Linked DNA regions of Sus scrofa: region 2 is linked to region 1. The links are chromatin contacts, called in public HiChIP or PLAC-seq maps. All regions are on one chromosome and are shown on one strand. Each heading gives the region's core, a stretch centred on a gene start, on an enhancer-like site or on the middle of the called end of the contact. The rest is flanking DNA. Distances are from core to core; before and after follow the strand shown. Region 1 overlaps LOC102168016 (a long non-coding RNA gene). Region 2 overlaps LOC102157744 (a long non-coding RNA gene).

Evidence for each region. HiChIP or PLAC-seq counts read pairs in DNA pulled down with a chosen protein or histone mark.
Region 2: an H3K27ac HiChIP or PLAC-seq map of skeletal muscle shows a contact between it and region 1, with 6 times the contacts expected there. The contact joins two enhancer-like sites. A contact is called at or near these places in 10 of 47 Hi-C or Micro-C datasets (alveolar macrophages, embryonic fibroblasts, fetal heart ventricle and 6 more) and 1 of 2 datasets of contacts at active chromatin or transcription factors (skeletal muscle).

The regions. Positions count from the first base shown.
Region 1 is chr3:12,107,090-12,109,789 of Sscrofa11.1, forward strand. All of the region lies in intron 3 of LOC102168016 (a long non-coding RNA gene), which reads left to right. Among named protein-coding and RNA genes, the nearest start is that of CASTOR2, 69 kb to the left of the region's middle. Within about 2 kb of position 1,307, at least 9 of the 83 cell types and tissues checked have an H3K27ac peak or open chromatin away from gene starts, as enhancers often do. A contact at or near this core is called in skeletal muscle, where this site is marked.
Region 2 is chr3:12,284,910-12,287,609 of Sscrofa11.1, forward strand. All of the region lies in intron 3 of LOC102157744 (a long non-coding RNA gene), which reads left to right. Among named protein-coding and RNA genes, the nearest start is that of CASTOR2, 250 kb to the left of the region's middle. Within about 2 kb of position 1,307, at least 3 of the 83 cell types and tissues checked have an H3K27ac peak or open chromatin away from gene starts, as enhancers often do. A contact at or near this core is called in skeletal muscle, where this site is marked.

The sequences.
Region 1 (2,700 bases), core at 57-2,556:
AAGAGCCTGGTGGTGACAGCAGTGACTCAGGACTGTGGGTGTCGATTGCAGTGGGGATGGGGGAGATGCCCTGAGGAGGGGACCAGGGCTCCACGTGCTGGGTGGGGATTCTGCCCTTTCCCTGGAAAGTTGTGGGTCAGGAGGGGACACGCACTGTCCTTCCTTCCAGGTGTCACGTGTGTGGGGCTGGAGAAGGTCTGGCTCTCCAGTATCCTGTGCCACGTGGCAAGAGGGAGCCCCTGTGAGGAGGCAAGAGGGGAGTGGGGCTGCTGAGACACAGGGGATGGTGCCCCTTGAAGGTGGTCTCAGGCCATGCGGAGGGTCACTGCTGGGGCAGGAATGGCGCCGAGGGGCAACTGAGACTTGGCGAAGATTCGGCACATAGCGGTGTCTCCCACACAAGGCATTCAGGACCCTGTGTGTGCCAGAGACACAGTGCCAGGCCGCTGAGCCACTGGCAGGAGAAGCTGAATGTGGGGTCATCCCATCCCCGAGGGGATGCTCCCCTGGGGCAGCCGGGTGACCCCGGGAGGGCGCTGAGCTGTGGGTCACATGACCCAGCTTTAGGCTTGGGCTCAGCTTCCCTGCCCGTCTCTTGGGTTCAGCACTGCCTTCTCCAGAATCGGTTTTTATCCTTCGTCGTGAACAACTCTTGCTTTTTTTCCCCATGATGCGAGAAACTGGGATAGTTTCTGGGCTTTTCTGCTGAGGTGGGAGCAGGCTGGGGGGGAAGCCGGTCCTGGAAAAGAGGGGTGTAAAGGCAGCACAGGGCCAAGTTCCTGAGCATCCTGGTTCTGCGGGCTCCCTGGAGTGTTCGGGGCCAGGGAGCAGGAGGGCTGGAAGGGACTTATCCAACCCTCCCATTTTACAGAAGAGAAACCAAGGCCTGGAGGTGGGTGCAAACTGCCCACGTCAGGACTCCACCTCCTTGAGTCTCCCTCCGTCCCTGCTTCTGTGAGGCTGTCAGGCTCGGGGCTGGGATATCCTGGGAGGAGGGGAAGGGTGAGGGATTTACTGGGAGCAGGGGAGGGGTGAGGGATATACTGGGAGCAGGGGAAGGGTGAGGTGGGCCCCCCGATTGGAAGAAGCTTCTGGAAGTCCTCTGAAGTCTGGTATCCTGGGTGTGGGGGAGGCCCCAGGCCGGTGGGGCTGCAGGGAGACACAGCCTGCCAGGCTGCAGACAGTGCACCGCAGGCCTCTGAGCCTGTTTCCTCAGCTGTAAAAGGAGCCAGTTGGCCTGGACAATAGCAAAGGCCCTCCTCCTCCTGTTCCAGAATCGCAGTCCACTCTGGAGTAAAGGAGCCCCCTTTCTGTTGGCTCGTCCGCTGCTCACATCTGCACACCAGCTGGAAGGGATCTGAACCTATCTGGGACTCTCTCCCACCAGCGCTGTTTATTTTTGGACCTATTTCCAGCTAAGGATTCCGTGGGCCAATGAGAATGGCTTCTGGCGCGGTGTAGCCGTGACCTATGTATATTTTCTGTGCGCGTCTTCCAGGGCTCGATCGGGTTTCCACATTGCCTGAGCTCTTCATGTGAATTTGGGCAGATCAGTTAGTAATTAGTATCTTTAGTAATTAGTACTTTCCAGGGTCTTTGTGGATGGATGGTCCACCTCCTGGGAGGGCATCAAAGGGGAAGGGCGTGTGGGTGATGTGTGTATGCAGTGTGCATGTGTGTGTGGCGTGTGCATGCACGTGTACGTGTGTGTGTGTGTATGCCCTGTGCATGTGTGAACACAGGCACAGGCATATGTGTGTGTGAGACAGAGGTGGGGCGGGCCTTCTGGAAGAGCGTGGGAGGGCACCTGCAAACTCAGTAAGTCCCCAGGCAGATTCTGTTATTTGCAACCAGTCCCTCGGGGGCTTCATGGGTTTGGAGGGGAGGGAAGCTGGCTCTGTGGGAAAGATGGAGCTGGGCACTTGGAAGGCACTTGACATTTCCTTAGGGGTTTAGGAGCTTTCGCTTGTCTGGGATGAGTGGAACACCATCTCCTGGCTCCCAGTTAGACAGCGCAGAAGGCCTGGGTTCCAGATCTTTCTCAGTAGTCCCCAGCCCTGTCCATACCTGGCTGGTGTGGAGTGTGGAGGGCAGGAGCCCATAAGTGCAGAGACTGGTGCAAAAGGGGCTTCTGGAGGCTGCTAGAGCCTAGCATTTCACACCAGCAAGACTAGGAGAGCCCGGCCTGCCAGAGGCAAGCCTGTAGCATGCCGCTTGGATAATGCAAACATGATGGTGTGGCAAACAGGTTACAGCTAAATCAGTTTGCTGCAGACCTGATCTGCAAGACACTTGTGATTATAAATGTTAATACGCTCACTCGGGGTGATTAATTTTGCAGCGACTGATTCTCACCAGCGTACTTCCTTCTATCGCTAATGTGACATTTGCGAGCTCCATACTTTCATTACCTCTTCTTGCAACTATCTGTTCTGAGAACATGGGAAATGGTTTCTCAGAAGTCGTCTCCATAAACAGGGCAGGCAAGAGGTCGGAACTCAAGAGCTGCTGTTGCTTCCACGCGCCTGCGGGAGGGGGGGAGTTGGCAGTTCCTCCAGATGGCCCAGAGCCTGCCTTGGAGCTGCCTGCCCCTGGGTAAGCCCAGGGCCTGTCATGCACTGTCTGATCGTGGTTCAATGCTGTAGCCTATGCTTTTGGGCCTATAAAATAGATCTAACCCCAAGTCTTCTGTTATGTTTG
Region 2 (2,700 bases), core at 57-2,556, 180 kb after region 1:
ATCAGATGCACTTAGAGACTAGCCATGTTCCTGGAATGAGAATCCAGAATGAGGATCATACTAGGACTCATTTTGGCTACACAGATAACAATCATATTAACAAAACCTAAATATATGGGCGTTTATATTTCTCACTCAGAAATCTGAGGTAGGTGGCCCAGGGATCATACGGTGGCTCAACAGTAACATCATAAACCCAAGCTCTTATTTTCATGCTCCATTATTCTTAAAGTGAAGACTTTTTTAAAGTCATGCTTGTTGCCTCATGGTCACAAGATGGCTGTTTGCATCCCCAGCCATTACATCCATGGTCCAGGCAGGAAGAAGTAGTTGCAGAGTCAAAGGGGCGTTCCAGCTGAGTTAGACTTTTAAAATAAGCTTTCCTGGAGGCTTCCTCTTCAACAACAAAATTGGGTCAGATGAATACCCGTAGATCCATCAAAGAAGGTGACTTGGGAAAAAGCCAGAAGCACAGGGAGTTGGTTCAATGAACTAATAGCATCAGTACAAAGTTGGGAGAGGACACCTAGAGCTTGAACTACCTGGCATGACTTGGAGGTCTTCAGCAGTGGGAGCCTGGATCTTGGCAAGGCAAGGTTGACACTGGTGAACTTTGACCTCAGGATAGGTTGGCATTATTCAGAGCTGCAGCCTTCAGGGAAGGGGCACTAATTTTTTCCTGGGGAAGTCTCAGAGGGAACTCTATTTATTGACTCAAAACTTTTTTAAAATTTGGTTTGCAGTTGTGTTTTTAATTTGTTGTGTTTGATCCATGTGTTAATACTTAGAACACAGATTAAAATCCATTATCACTTAGTGGCAAGTAGGGAACTGATATAGGAGCAGACTCCCTGGAGGAAGGGAAGATGGGATGCTTGGGTAATTCCTGCCTCCTCAGAAGCCACTGCAGAACAGATCCTGAGCTCTGGGCTGGTGGCCCCTGCTCAGAGATGCTGAGAGAGACTTGGCCACAAGATGAGGTCAGAGTGTCTGACTTCCTCTACACATTCCTACTCTGGGACCTTCTTGAAGCCAAGTATTGGGTCTTATTGGTCTGTGTGTCCTTAGAGCTCAGCGTGATTATCAGCACATAGTAGCCCTCCGTTAACATTCGTTCATATTTTAAAAATGACTCTTTTACGATGACTCTTTGGACTCTCCATAAACATAGCCTCAACTCGGCACGCACAGTTCAGGCTTCTGTTCATTTCACTTTCCTCAGCAAGACCAGCTCTGCTGACAAGTGGGAAGCAGTGCTCTGTTTCTGTAAAAGCTTTTCTTCCCACCCTCAGCGTGGTGACAATTCCCTCCTTGACCTCCCAGACGGGTTATTGTGGAAAAACACAGGCTCTGTGGTCAGAAGGAGTAGCTTCCAGTGACTGGAAATGAAAGCCCATTATAAGCCCATGATGATTCAACCAGGTGGCCCTGGCTTGGAGCCAAGTCAAGCAAAGGAACAGCATAAAGAGCACACCAGGCTCAAGGTATGTAACAGTTTAGTGAGCAATAAAGTGAGGGGGATGATTTTAGTCAATGAATTATTAACAGTTTGGAAATTAAACTCCAGGATGCCTTAAATCTGTCATTAAAAAAACCCGTAAGAATGCTAGAATAATATATACATTGATTTTTATGTTCCAGTCAAAGGTGGAATTTTAAAGATTGGTTCATTTGACATCCTAAACTTTTTAAGTTTTCGGTTGGTAGCTTACCACCATAAACAAGAAAAAGAGCTTATCATGAGCTGGGACATCTATGTGCAACAGAGTTTACTGAAAAAAGTGTGATCTTAAGTGTTTACAAGTCACTAAAATAGAGTGATTGCCCTGGTTACAAACGGGCAAAAGACATACATGGCAATTCACAAAAGAAGAAATGCAAATGGATAGAAAACAGGAAAATAGCTCATTATCACTACCAATTAGGGAAATAGAACTTTAGACGAGAGGTCATTATTTTTACGTTTTTACAATTTTTGAAAATTGGCATTTTTTACAAAAGACAATACCCGTGTCAGATTCTGAGGAAGCAGGAGTTTACATATACGAATTTAACCTAATACAACCTTTTTGGAGTGTGATTTTCCAATATATATGAAGCCTGAAAATGTTCTTATTTTTCTGACTTAGAAATTCCACTTGTAGGAATTTACCCTAAAGCACAATCCTGGATACAGGCAAAGATTTCTTTGCCATAGTTTATAAGAGAAATGAGAAACAACCTAATTATCCAACAGAGGAACGGTTACATACAATTTGGTACAGCAATGCAATGGAGAATTGTGAATCCATGAAAAGCAGTGTGGAAGACAGCCAATAATGATTAGAACACCTAAAATGAAAAAGCAGACCTATAATTGCATGATTTCATTTTAAGTGTATCTATGAGTGTGTGTGTGCATTTGTATATATATAGGAATAAAAGTAGTTATCTTCAGGAATCGTGGATAACCTCTCAGTGAGTTTCAATGGTTTTCATATACAGCTTGCACTCATGTAAGCAGATTTTAGAAATATTTAATTAAAAAAAAAACAAATCCTGAACTTAACTATTTACTAGCTGTATTATTTTAGGCAAATTACTTAACCTCGTTGAGCCTCAGTTTCACATGGGCAAAATTAGCATAATATCAATCTCTCAACATTGTGGTGCAGAAGAAAATAGGATAATAGGTATGAAAGCTCCCGATCCATGTTAGTC